Regions from separate parts of the Mus musculus genome. Here all the other regions are linked to region 3. A link is a contact called in public Hi-C and promoter capture Hi-C data. All regions are on one chromosome and are shown on one strand. Each heading gives the region's core, a stretch centred on a gene start, on an enhancer-like site or on the middle of the called end of the contact. The rest is flanking DNA. Distances are from core to core; before and after follow the strand shown.

Region 1 (4,057 bases), core at 547-3,046, 1.1 Mb before region 3:
TCTTTTAAGGTAAAACTACTTTTTAAAAAATTATCTCATTTTATGTGTATGAGTGTTTTACCTGTATGTATATCTGTGAACCACATATGTGCCTGGTCCCCTGGAGACCAGAAGAGGGGGTCAGATCCCCTAGAACTAGAGTTACAGTTGTGAGCTGCCACGTGGGTGCTGGGAACTGAACTCAGGACCTCTGAAAGAGCAGCCAGTGCTCTTAACCACTGAGCCATCTCTCCAGCCCCCAAAGTAGGAAACTTCTAATCTGTTTATTATCTCCAGAATTAAAGTCTAGTCAGTAGTGATGTGTGTGTGTGTTTAATGTATTAGAGAAGCCTTTTGAAGAGCCTACTCACACAGGCTTAAAATCTACATTAATATATTTTTAAATAGCTCTGATTCTGTCAAAAAGAAAGGTGGGGAGTGGATGGGGAGGAAGACCGAGGAAGGCACTTGTGAGCAGCAGCAGAGCCCTCTAAGGTCTCCCAGCTCTGGAGCATTTATTGACCTTGTATATCTTGCTTTACTTTCCCAACAGTGGAAGCGCTTGGAGCCGCCCGTTCCTACAGGACACCAGTAAAGAAGGCAGGAGCTCAGGATTGGCCAATGTGGCTGACTCACGAAGCATGGAGTGTGGCAAGCTTCCACTGTTGCATAACAAAAGCAGAGCTGTGCTTGGGTCTCATGGCATTTTGTAACTTCTTTCAGAAGTTTACCAGATGCTCCGTGTTAGAGATGGGTCTGATGTAATGTCCCGCAGAAAAACTAAATGGGACAAAAGCCATGGAGTACCACATGTCTGTGGTCACTCAGGAAGCCAAGACAGGAGGATGTCATGGGTTTATGGGCAGCATGGTCTGCAGACCTTGTCCCATAAAACCAAAAAGATAAAGAGGAGGAATTGGGAAGGTGTGGGGGGGGGGGGGGCAGGTAGTAATCAGAAACTCCTATCTTCTATAAAAATAATTCCTCTCACAAAGTAGGGGGGAAAAACAGTCTTGACAGATATAGTCTGGTTAGCTAGGAAAACCTCATACCCAGCAATCTGGCCTTTATGGTGAATTTTTAAATTAAAGGCTGACTAGGTATAGTGGCACACATCTTTAATTCCAGCACTGCACAGGCAGAAGCAGGCAGATCTCTGTGAGTTTGAGGTTAGCCTGATCTACAGTTTGAGTTCTAGACCTGTGAGGGCTACATAGTGAGACCCTGTCCAACAACAACGGGGGGGGGGGGGGGGGGGAGAGGAAGGGAAGGGAAGGGAAAGGAAGGGAAGGGAAGGGAAGGGAAGGGAAGGGACTTTAAATAGTTGAGGCTGAGGGTGTATAGCTCAGTGGGAGAGCATTTGCTGAGGCCTAGGGTTAAGCCTCAGCAACACAAACTCTTAACAACTGTCAATGGTACCAGTGTTCCTTTTGATGTCACAATGTACCTTTTGAATTTCCCACTGAGTCCTGAAGCAGGCCATGAAGGCCATGAAGATGGCAGGAGAAAGCATATATCTCAACTCTCCAATTTCTTCCTTAGAAAAACGACTATAAACAGCTTCCTTCCAGAATTCCTCAAGGACTTGGGAGCCTGGGAACACTGACCTTGTGGGATCTGTTGATTCACGTTCTCAATGCAGAAGTCAGTTCATTTGTGTGGAAACACTCTGCTGACCCAGCTCTGTCCCTCAAAACATGCAGTTTCCTCCTAAGGCCTCTATCTGCCCAGGCACCACTTCATGACTTAATTTCCTGATTCTTTCAGCACTGGGGCTCCAACCTGAGTCCTTGCATATCATAGGCAAGCACTCTACCACTGAGCCACAGCCCTGGCTCTTCAGATTATATTGATGCATACTCTGAGGGTGGTTCTTTGGGGGCTTCCCTGTGAACTAGAACTTCAGGGTCAACTCAGGTCACCTGTGCTTTTCTGAATGCTGGAAACAGGTGAGGCGTGCCAATGCATTCAATTCTGCTGAATACTTGGCTGCTGATCAACATCTAGGCCAAGTGATTTCAGGAGCATAATTATGCCAGGTGTGATGGTACCTGCCTGTGATCCCAACCTCAGGGAGGCAAAAGGATTTGGACTTTCAGGACAATCTGGGCTGCAAGTGAGATGCACACAACACAGAAGCAACCAACAAAGCTAAACAGCATAATTGTTAGATGTGTTGTGTGCTCAGGATGAATGACAAAGGGTCTTGCCATGAGCAGCTGTCCTCCTCATGGACCCTAAATGTCTTCTCAAGGACTAAATGAGCTGCACTGATGTGGCTCTCGAATGTCTGCTTTCCCAGAAATGTTACAATTTCAAAGCGCCAGAATGCAATCTGGAGACTCATTCACACATTCACAGGCATTTAAGTTGAGTTCAGATCTTCCTGTCTTCTTCTAATGTCCATCTCCTGGGACCTGGTCTTAGAGAAAGAGAACACAAGAATAACAATCAACTCTAGTGAGAAACACAGGAAAGGAGGCTTACCATGAGAAAACTCTCCCACTGTCTCCGTGCTCTGCTGAAGACAGCTGTGTCACTGAGAACCCAGCCTACAGCAAAACAGGAACTGGGTAGCCAACTACTTTCACTGAAGGGGTCTCGAGAGCAACCTCCTTTTTTAGCGTCATGTGCTGACGTGCGTTTTCCGAATTAGGATCTGAGTGCAACTGTGAAAGGTCACTTGCAGCAGACTTCCATGCAGGAAAGAGGCATGAGGCTTCCCGGTTTTTGTCAGCCCTAACACGATTCTTAAGACACTCAATTGGCTCAGCTGTAGAAAAAAGAAAGGGGGGGGGGGCGCCTTGGGACTGTGGGATTTACTGTGGTGATAGAAAGAGAAGAGCCAAGTCATTAAGGAACAAAGGAACTGATTTCAGATAGGATGAGCAGGACAGGCTACTCTGAGTAGTAAGCTAAGACTTAAAAGAAGAGAAAAATACATGGGGAGAGTTTCTAGGAAAATGGAACAACGTACGCAGAGACCCTTTGGCTGGCCAAGATTAGTGTTGAAAGCCAAAGACAGTGACACACAATGAGTTTGAGAAGATGGTTAGAATTTTTGGAGCTGGGGGGATACTTCAGTAGTTAACAGCTCTTGCAAAAAAAAAAGACCCAAGATTGACCCCCATTAACCACATCAGTGGCTTACAGATGCCTGTAGCTCCACTCCAGGGATTCCAATGCCTCTGGCCTCTGCGGGCACCAGCACTCATGAACACAGACGTGAGTGAATGCATGTTCATAACTTTTAGAAAGTAAAAATTTAAAAATCCTCACTATGTAGCCCTAGCAGCCTGGAGCTTGCTATGTTGATAAGGCTGGCCTTGAACTCTGTCTCTAGAAACCTTACCTCCAAAACAAAACAAAACAAAACAGGTTGGCCAGAAAAAGAGGCAGGCAGGAATAGAGGTGGACATGTTTGTGGTGGGCTTTGGAGACCGAATAGGCAGCACCTTGGATGTATTGGACTCAGAGGGGGGTGGGGGGAGGAACAAACCCAAGTAGGGCATCTACATGATAGATGGTACTGTTTCGAGACAGGAAAGGCTTAGGGTGGAGCAACAGGTTTGGATGGTAAGGAGCAAGAGCAGGAGGTACTTCTGGGTGTCTGTGGAATCCCTTATGAGAATGTCAACAGGACAGGTTGGATATAGTCATCTCAGGCTGCAGGGAGAGATCAGGGACAGGGACCTAAATGTCAGCACATGGCCTCTGATGACATCAAAGCCAATGAACTGGATAAAATCACACAGAGGATCATAGACATGATCGAAGTGCTCCAGACCCTCAACATTCAGAGGCTGAACAGTGGCCGTAGCAAACAGCCAAGGATACAGCAAACAGTGAGAAAGGGCGTTCCTGGTACCAGGAGAACAACATTTCCAGAAACAGTGGGCGATTGACTGACTGGCATTGGTTAGATGAGAAAACACAAAAGCAGAAACATGCGTGGGATTGGGCAACATAGGTGTCCTTGCTGCCCGTGATGAAAGCAGAGTCACTGAGGCGACAGGGAAAAGCCAGCCAGAGGGAAGTGGAGACAGAATGGAGAGGGCACCCTTCCAAAAGCCCAGAC
Region 2 (3,917 bases), core at 1,383-3,882, 1.4 Mb before region 3:
CTGCAACACCCTGTGCCACATGGTACACAAACAACAAGAAAATATCTTTCCCTGGAGCCTGAACTGTTTTCTCCATTAGTCAAGATTCCACCCCCTTGAATGCTATCTTCGAAGAAGCATTTTAGCATCCCTTTTAATCAGTAAGTCAGTAACCAACTTGCTAAACCTTAACCTTTTTAGGAAAAAAAAAAAAAGCAGGCTGGTGAGCTCACTGGGTATGGGTTCTTAGGGCCACGCTGACAACCTCAGTTCCCAGAACACACGTGGAGAGTGAAAAGACAATCCAGGGAAGCCGAGATCATGATGTGTATCAGTAGCAAGTATGTTTGCATGAACCAAAAGGGAAAAGTGGCAGCGCTCACTTCTCAAGATCATCTTTAAACAGCTCATGACCCACCTACCTCATAAGAAAAGGCATTGATACTAAGAACCCGACAGAAAGCGTGTCGGTGTAGAGGAATAATATGGTGGTTGTTGGAGGCAGGTGGAGAATACTGTCACTGAAAATTATAGAACTTCAAATTCTATAGGGACAATGGCCAAATCAGAAGCAATACAACCCTCTAAGCTGGAATCTTCTATTCAAGTAGGACTACGCTATATAGTTGTATGAAAACAAGCTCATTTCACCCAGGTTCAAAGATTAGAAATGTTCCTGAAATTTAGAAAAAGTATCAAGCTGCTGAGACAGCTCGAGATTTGCCCTGACCTTTGTATGTGTAATGAAAAGAGTAAGGCTATTGACCACACTGTGGAACAAAGTCAAATACTGACCCAATATTACAGCAACTCACAAAAGCTGGGAAGAGAGAAAGGTAGCTAGCTCAGGGCTGTGCTAGAAAGCAAAAGCCATCAGACTATGGCGGCACACGCCTTTAACTTGGGCACTCAAGAGGCAGAGGCAGAGGCAGGTGGATCTCAGAGGACAGCCTGGTCTACAGATTAAGTTCCAGGACAGCCAGAACTACACACAGAAACCCTATCTCAAAACTAAAACAAGCAAGCAAAAGCTGAGAATGAAGAGCTCCAAAGTTAGTCTAACACACTGAAAGAGCATGACTAAATAGAAAGCTGCACCCAGCCTCCTCACTTCCCTTGGTAAAGACACAACACAACTACAGCTGGCTACCAGGCCAGTAAGTGAGCCTGTGCCCCACAAAAAAATGTTCACCGGCTGGCATGGTGGTGGTGCAGGCCTTTGACCTCAGCACTCGGGAGGCTGCGGCAGGTGAATCTCATGAGTTCGAGGCCAGCGGATCAAGTTCCAGGACAGCCAGGGCTGTTACACAGAGAAGAGCTGTCTCGAAAAACAAAACCCTACAAAAAGCTCATTAATATCTAGTTATTACATTTGGACATTTGTGAAAGTCGACAAAGCTTAATCTCAAATTACCCAACCAGATAACCTGTGGCATACTCGGCCAACTGTGCTGGGAAGGGCTTCAGCCAGGTTGAGGGCAACTTCAAAGCATCCGGCGGCGTTCAATCTCCAAGAGTTTTAAAGCTAGGCCTGAAGCTGTGACCCCTGCCGGGGTGTGGCCACCTCAGCCCATGCTGTGTAACTGAGGAGAGCAGGGCAGTACAGTGGCCGCTGAAGACCTAACAATTGAAGATGTAATAATTGCATGGACTTGCTAACATGACATCAAAAGCTGGGCCACACTCATGCTCTGGTGTCACCTGCTTGGGAAGTTATCTTACCAGGCAAGGTGAACAAATCCTTCTGTTACGTCAAGAATAGTCTGAAGCTTTCTATAATACAAAGTTGAAAGATCTTTTCATTACAACCTAAGCCAGATAATTATCCTCCGTGATACTGCTAAAGACCAAAGGATGATGTAATCTGCACAAACGGACAGAAGGGCCGTTCTTATGGTTCCGCCGAACTTAACCCTGAAGATTCACTTCAAAAAATTAAAAACAGATTAACTAGACGAGCGATGGTTGTTTTTACCTATGCAACGTGTAGACACACCTCCCAGCAACGGGTGTGCACACAAGGGGATTACAGTGGGTTTCAACTTGGCCAGAGACTGTACCCGGCGGGGGACCCCTGAAGTTCACCAAGATCGAACGCCCTGGCTGCCCGTAACTTCCCAGAACACCGGGTGAGTGTCGCGACAGAGCGCCGAGCCCGTCACCTGCGTCCCGCCGACCCTCCCTCGCACGTACCGAGCTGGCGGCGCTCGCCGGGACCCATCGGGCGCTGGGGGCCTGCGCGGCGGCACCTCCTCCTCCGGCGGCGGGCTCCGGGGCTGCCTTCCCCGCGCCCGAGCAGTGGGTCCGCGGGCCGGCGCCGGGCAGCCGCAAGGCGAACGCGGCCGGCCGCAGCCGCCAGCGCTCAGCCAGGCAGCCGAGGCAGCAGGCCGCGGGCGGCAGCAGGGCCCTGCGGGAGCCGCCCCTGCCGAGCCGCGCCCCCGGAGGCCGGAGGGCCACGCGAAGAGGGCCCCACGCGCCGCGCGCCACGCGCCAAGCCAACATGGCCGTGTGGCCTCCACGGAGTCCAAGAGTCGAGAACTCAGACGCCCCTGGCACCGGCTGCCAGCTTCTCTAGAGAAGTCGAGCGGTGCCGAGGCCGTATGGACAGCTCCATACTAATTTCTACACTCTGGCACTTTCCGCTTATACAGGTGGCCTGAACCGCCAAGGGAGTCAGCTTTCACGACGTTTTCACGACACCCAGCCGCTCTGCTCACCGGCGCCCCCGCGCGGCAGCGGCGAGCACGAACAGCTAAGGCCCGCAGGTTAGGAAGACCTGACTAGTGAGTAGAGCCGCTAGTGCCTGCAGGCTAAGAAGAATGACAGGTAGGGAAGACCAAGAGCGAGTGCCACGTGGCCACAGGAAGCCACTTATATCAGGCCTGCCTGATGCCAAGTGGCCCGCTGGTGTGCATGGCTCTGTATTATCACTGGAGATGTAAAGCATTAGTGTTGGCATCAAAGTAGTTAAGTACCTACTCTGCTTCCTTAGCACTAAATGCATATGAATAGAGCAAAGGGAAATGTCAATAATAGCAATCACTAATTGTTTACTTGGGAAGTGCTTACTGTATGCGTTATAGTGTCATTATTTATCCTCTCAACAACTCTAACATGCCTTCTGTATTTGCCTTTACTTTTACAGGTACAGAAGCCCGTGGACAGGAGAAACCTGCTTATTCTAAGTCTGAATTAGAAACAAATCAGTTCACTGTTATAACCTTACCTAACCTACCATTTTGTTATAGATTTGAGCTTGAACCCAGGGCCTTGAATCCAGGTCGGGCAAGAACCAAACCAGTGAAAGGTCACCACGTGGTGATGTCTTGCAGTCTTTCCACTGTTCTTCAGCCCAGTCTGTGATGGCACACACTCACCTGGAAGTTGTTCGTAAAGCCCACATCACATTTGACGATTGTAGTCTTTTTTTTTTTTTTTTCCAAGACAGGGTTTCTTTGTGTAGCTCTGGCTGTCCTGGAACTCACTCTGTAGACCAGGCTGGCCTCGAACTCAGAAATCCGCCTGCCTCTGCCTCCCGAATGCTGGGATTAAAGGCGTGCACCACCACGCCCGGCTAAGGATTGTAGTCTTAAGGAGCTTTTTATCAAGATCATCTTTATTTTGTTTTGGTTTTTGCGAGAGGCCTAGACTTTTCTTTTTAATTAAAAAAGGAAGAAAGAAAAATGAAGAAAAGGAAAGAAGAGGAAAAGAGAAGAAAAATCTAAGCAGTGGTATGAAACAAAGAGAAAAAGAAGTAAAAAGATAAATCCAGGTGGCCGTGGTGCATGCCTTTAATCCCAGCACTTGGGAGGCAGAGGCTGATAGATATCTGTAAATTCCAGGTCAGCAAGGGCTACACAGAGAAAATCTGTCTCGAAAACAAAAACAAAGTCAGTTTCTGTTCATAATTAGAGTTACATCCCCTTGTATATAGTCTT
Region 3 (4,133 bases), core at 852-3,351:
AGAAATAAAAGTATCTGATCAAAATGTTCTATGTTATTCTTGCTGCTCCGTTAAAAATAGATGCAAAGAAGGTAAGTGTGTGCACTGGGAGAAGGCTACTACAGTATTTAGGGACACTTAAAAGGTGACTGGGGTGGGGCAGTAGCCTGAGGCAAGGGTAATGGACCCTAGATGAACTCTGCAAAGTTCATCCTAGCACGGAGAATGGACCCTAGATGAACTCTGCAAAGGACCAAGAGGCCTTGTTCTAGGACTGGCTGTGAAGGGTGGGTGGAAAGGGGTCCGAGCTGCCTGTCCTAAGAGATAGATTATCAGCCACTCTCAGATGTCATGACCCAAGTATTGTCAATCCTGCCCCCGACATTGTCAGGATTCTGCTTTGTCCACATTAAGACATCAGAAGACCGGTAGGATCCAGCTAGGGCCAGAGACAAGATCTGCCACTGAAAATCATGAGCATGAAACCACTTAAGATCTTTGAGTTCTGGGCTGGAGAGATGGTTCATCGGTTAAGCACACTTGCTGCTCTTCCAGAGAACCAAGAGTTAAGTTCCCAGCACCCACCCACAAGACAGCTTACTTGTAATGCAGTTCCAGGGATCTGACAACCTCACACACATGCATGCAGGCAAAATACTAGTACACATAAAATAAGTCAAAAACAGAGATCTTTGTATTCATAAATTAATTTTTTAATCATAAGAAAGAATAAAAACAGGGGTAGAAAGTGAACAGAGGATGGCAAGAAGGGCAGTCAGGAGAGGAAATGCTGAGAACAGAGCCCTGGGGCCCTCAAGCATTTAACAGCAAAACTAAGGGGAAGGGGACAGGCTAGGGCAGGCTGGTAGAAGGGAGGAACTGGGGCACCCAGGGAAAGATACAACTCTAGGACAGAGCTTTCTAAAGACACTGCAAGGCAAGCAAAACCTGCTAGAGCGGCCCTGGATGGACTGCAGAAGGAAAGGGTGCCTGCTTCTTAGGGGCACTGCTTAAAGTCAGAACTTCCGAGGAGATCCTTGTGATGGGAATTGGGTGCCTGGCTGACGGGGGATGAGGTTCAAAGCCAAACAGGGAGACTGTGAAATGACGAGGGCGGACAAAGACTGTTCTCAAAACCTGCTGGGTAAGAAATGCCAGGGACATCTAAAGGGATGGTCACAGGGCCCAGGAGGAAGCGCGGCCCTTCAAGCCCTGTAATGCTCCTTCCTCTGTAAGAGGAAAGGGACAGAGGTAGCAGAACACAAATAAATGAGGGCCATTCAAACACTTTCTTGACCTTCTCTTTACCCCCAGCCTGGGTGACCTCCACTCAGCACCTGCTGTTTCCCCCACAAGCTCGGCCAAGTGGACCCCAGGCGGGACGGTGCTGTGCCACTATCAGTTGGCTCCTCCAACAACCTGTGGGCACGGCTCACGAAAGGGCCAGCCACGGCGCGGTTTGCTCAGGTGCAAGACCCAAAAGGTCCGCGCACCGCTCACCTGCTCCACAGCCGCGCCACCTCCAAGCCGGCGGCCGGCCTCGGCACCCCTTCCCGGCGAAGCGACTTGCTCCCTTCCCTTCGTCAGCCTGGCTCCGGCCAAGCCGGGCAGCCTGTGAGCCCCGGGGCAACCCGCGGGAGAGCGGCTCCCCACTCCTCCAGCTGTCCCAAGGAGACCGGCAGACGCCGGGCCGCCGCCGCCGCCGCCGCCGCCGCAAGCTGTGTTCCCTCCCCTCCACAGCGCACACCCTCCGGGCCGACCGAGTGCCTCGCCGGCTTTGTCTGCGCCGCCGCGCTGGGCGTCCGGAGGATGCGGCCCGGACCCCGGGGTCGCGGCCAGCCCGGGCAGCCTCTTCTGCCCACCGCCCGCCGCCGGCCTCCATCGGGAGCCCCTTGCCTACGAGGCTCGGTGGCTGTCCGAGCCCGGGTCGGGGAGGCCGCACGGTACCTTTCCTTGCGGAGCCCGGGAGCGTCTTCGCGAGCGGCCTCGGCCTCTCCGCCTCCCCTCCTCCGCAGCCACTGGGCTTCCTCCTGCAGCCGCCGCCGGGACCGTAGGGCCGAGCCAGCCGCCGGGGCCTGTGCGGGGGCCCCGCTCCGCCTCGCGTCCCCGGCCCACCCCGCCTGGGTGCTCCGCCCCGGGCCCGCCCACCGGGGGCGGGGAGCCCGAGGCCACCCAGCCTGGAGTTGCCCGCGGCACAGCCACCTGCACTCCCCTATCTCGCAAAAGGGACGCCTCACCCACCTATCCGCCCAGAAACAGAGCCAGCCCCGCGACGCCCCGCCCTGCAAAGCAGACGAGGTCTTCCGGCACTGTCAGAGCGCTGCGCCCACCTCAGTTTACCCAGACTCTGCCGCCCTTTTGAAAAGAAGAAAGGGCCCCTCTTGTCCTGGACTGTCTCTCGTCCTGCAGGTCTCAGGTGGGTGCCGGCGGGAACCAGGAACCTCAGGTGAAAGGAAAAGAATGCTCACATCCTCTCAGTACCCAGCCCATGTCCTGAAGTGGCCCTTTTTAAAAAGTGTATTTCCCTAGTAAAACCCTCAAACTTTTAATAAAAGCCAACGTTAATACTAGGTGGCACTTTTTCCTTTTTTCAAAAAAAAATTAATTGGTATCAATTATTTTTTAGCGGGCAATAGTGGCACATGCCTTTAATCTGGTGGTTCTCCAGCTTCCTAATGCTGACACACAGTTCCTCGTGTTGTAGTGACCCCCCAACCATAAAATTATTTCATTGCTACTTCGTAACTGTAATGTTGCTACTGTTATGAATTGAAACATAAATAAATATCTGACATGCGACCCCTATGAAAGGTCGTTGGAACCCTAAGGGATAGTAACCCACAGGTTTAGGACCACTGCGGAATCCCTCTAGAAGCAGGTGGATCTCTGAGTTCAAAGCCAGTCTGAACCACAGAGTAAGTGTAGGACAGCCAGAGTCAAACAGAGAAATCCTGTCTTGAACCACCCCCAACTCTCCCCCTCCACACACACACACAAAAGTAAGAAAATTATTTTTTATTCATCTCTGCACCTCCTAATCTGTTTTTTCGTATGTTTTGCTGGTACTACACCAGGTCAACACTTGGTCCGAGGGAATACAAGCCCCTGGTGGCCGCAGAGCCTCTACTCCGAACTGTGTCTCTGGAGGGGGCCCTCCCCTGATTTCAACCTGGAACCAGGCAATGCTGAGCACAGGTCGCTGTAGGTTCAGCCCGGAGAGATCCTGGATGTGGATCACATGCTCGTGATCCCAGCCTCAGAAGGCCATGTGGGGGGGGGGGGGGTACAGAGTTCAAGGCTAGCCTTGGCTACATACCAACTTCAAGGCCAGGCTGAGCCACACAGTGAAAGCCTGCCTCAAAGAAGCAAGAAGTAGAGATGTGGCTCAACAGCAGAACACACTTCTCAACATAGACAAGGCTCTGGGGCCAATCCCCAAAACTGAATTATATATATAATTCATATATATATATATATATATATATATATATATATGGCCTGGAAAGAGGTAGCCCTGCAAAAGTGGCTCTGATGGTCCCAGCCAAAGGGAACCAACCACCTAGGAGCCAATTTGGGTAGGGGACAAATGAATTTCTGGTGAAGTTTCTTCTTGTCAGAAAGGCTCTAGTCCTTCACCAAACTCGAAGTCCCTCTTCCCACCCCTCTTTAAAACACCACGCACTCCTGGGGTTAAACTCAGGTACACACCATACTCTCCTCTGTGGCTCTGTCACCCTCCACCAAAGAGTGGAATGGCTATGGGTGACTTTAAGGGCTAAAAAGCCTCTGTGTAGTTACTTGGTCTTAGGCAAGTTACTTAGTGTCTTCTTGTTTCCGTTCCCTCCTCCTCAATAAGTAATACCTGCTCCAAAGGGTGGTATTACACAAAAATATTAATCTGATCTGACTGTTTAGAAAACTATTCAAATGGTTTGCGTGCAAACAAGCAGCTTAATTTAGTTACTCATATAACAGAAAAGCCCAGCAGTATAACTGACTCGGGTATGCAATGGCCCAAATAAATAAATAAAAATTCAAACCTGCTCTTCACAATGAAAACCTGTTTTCAGCAGCTCTGAGCCCCATCCCCACAGACCTCATCCTCATTTCTTTCAGTCAAATAGTTGGCTCTGACTGGTTCATATGTCATCCCG

The links. Promoter capture Hi-C pulls out the DNA fragments that hold promoters and counts their contacts. Hi-C and Micro-C count contacts between places; a contact is called where the count stands out from the background.
Region 1: a contact with region 3 is called in a promoter capture Hi-C map of neutrophils, with 4 times the contacts expected there. The contact joins the promoter of AU019990 here to the promoter of Smox in region 3. A contact is called at or near these places in 2 of 39 promoter capture datasets (liver and neutrophils).
Region 2: a contact with region 3 is called in a Hi-C map of CD4 T cells, with 4 times the contacts expected there. The contact joins the promoter of Crls1 here to the promoter of Smox in region 3. A contact is called at or near these places in 1 of 39 promoter capture datasets (pre-B cells) and 1 of 484 Hi-C or Micro-C datasets (CD4 T cells).

Annotation. Positions count from the first base shown.
Region 1 is chr2:132,595,935-132,599,991 of GRCm38.p6, reverse strand. AU019990 (expressed sequence AU019990) reads right to left here and starts at 1,796. Exons shown (of 6, transcript NR_033468.1): 1 at 1,587-1,796.
Region 2 is chr2:132,845,381-132,849,297 of GRCm38.p6, reverse strand. Crls1 (cardiolipin synthase 1) reads right to left here and starts at 2,632. Exons shown (of 7, transcript NM_001024385.1): 1 at 2,173-2,632. The coding sequence starts at 2,481.
Region 3 is chr2:131,489,830-131,493,962 of GRCm38.p6, reverse strand. Smox (spermine oxidase) reads right to left here and starts at 2,101. Exons shown (of 7, transcript NM_145533.2): 1 at 1,927-2,101. Gm30679 reads left to right here and starts at 1,687. Exons shown (of 2, transcript XM_030252306.1): 1 at 1,687-2,395. The coding sequence starts at 1,789.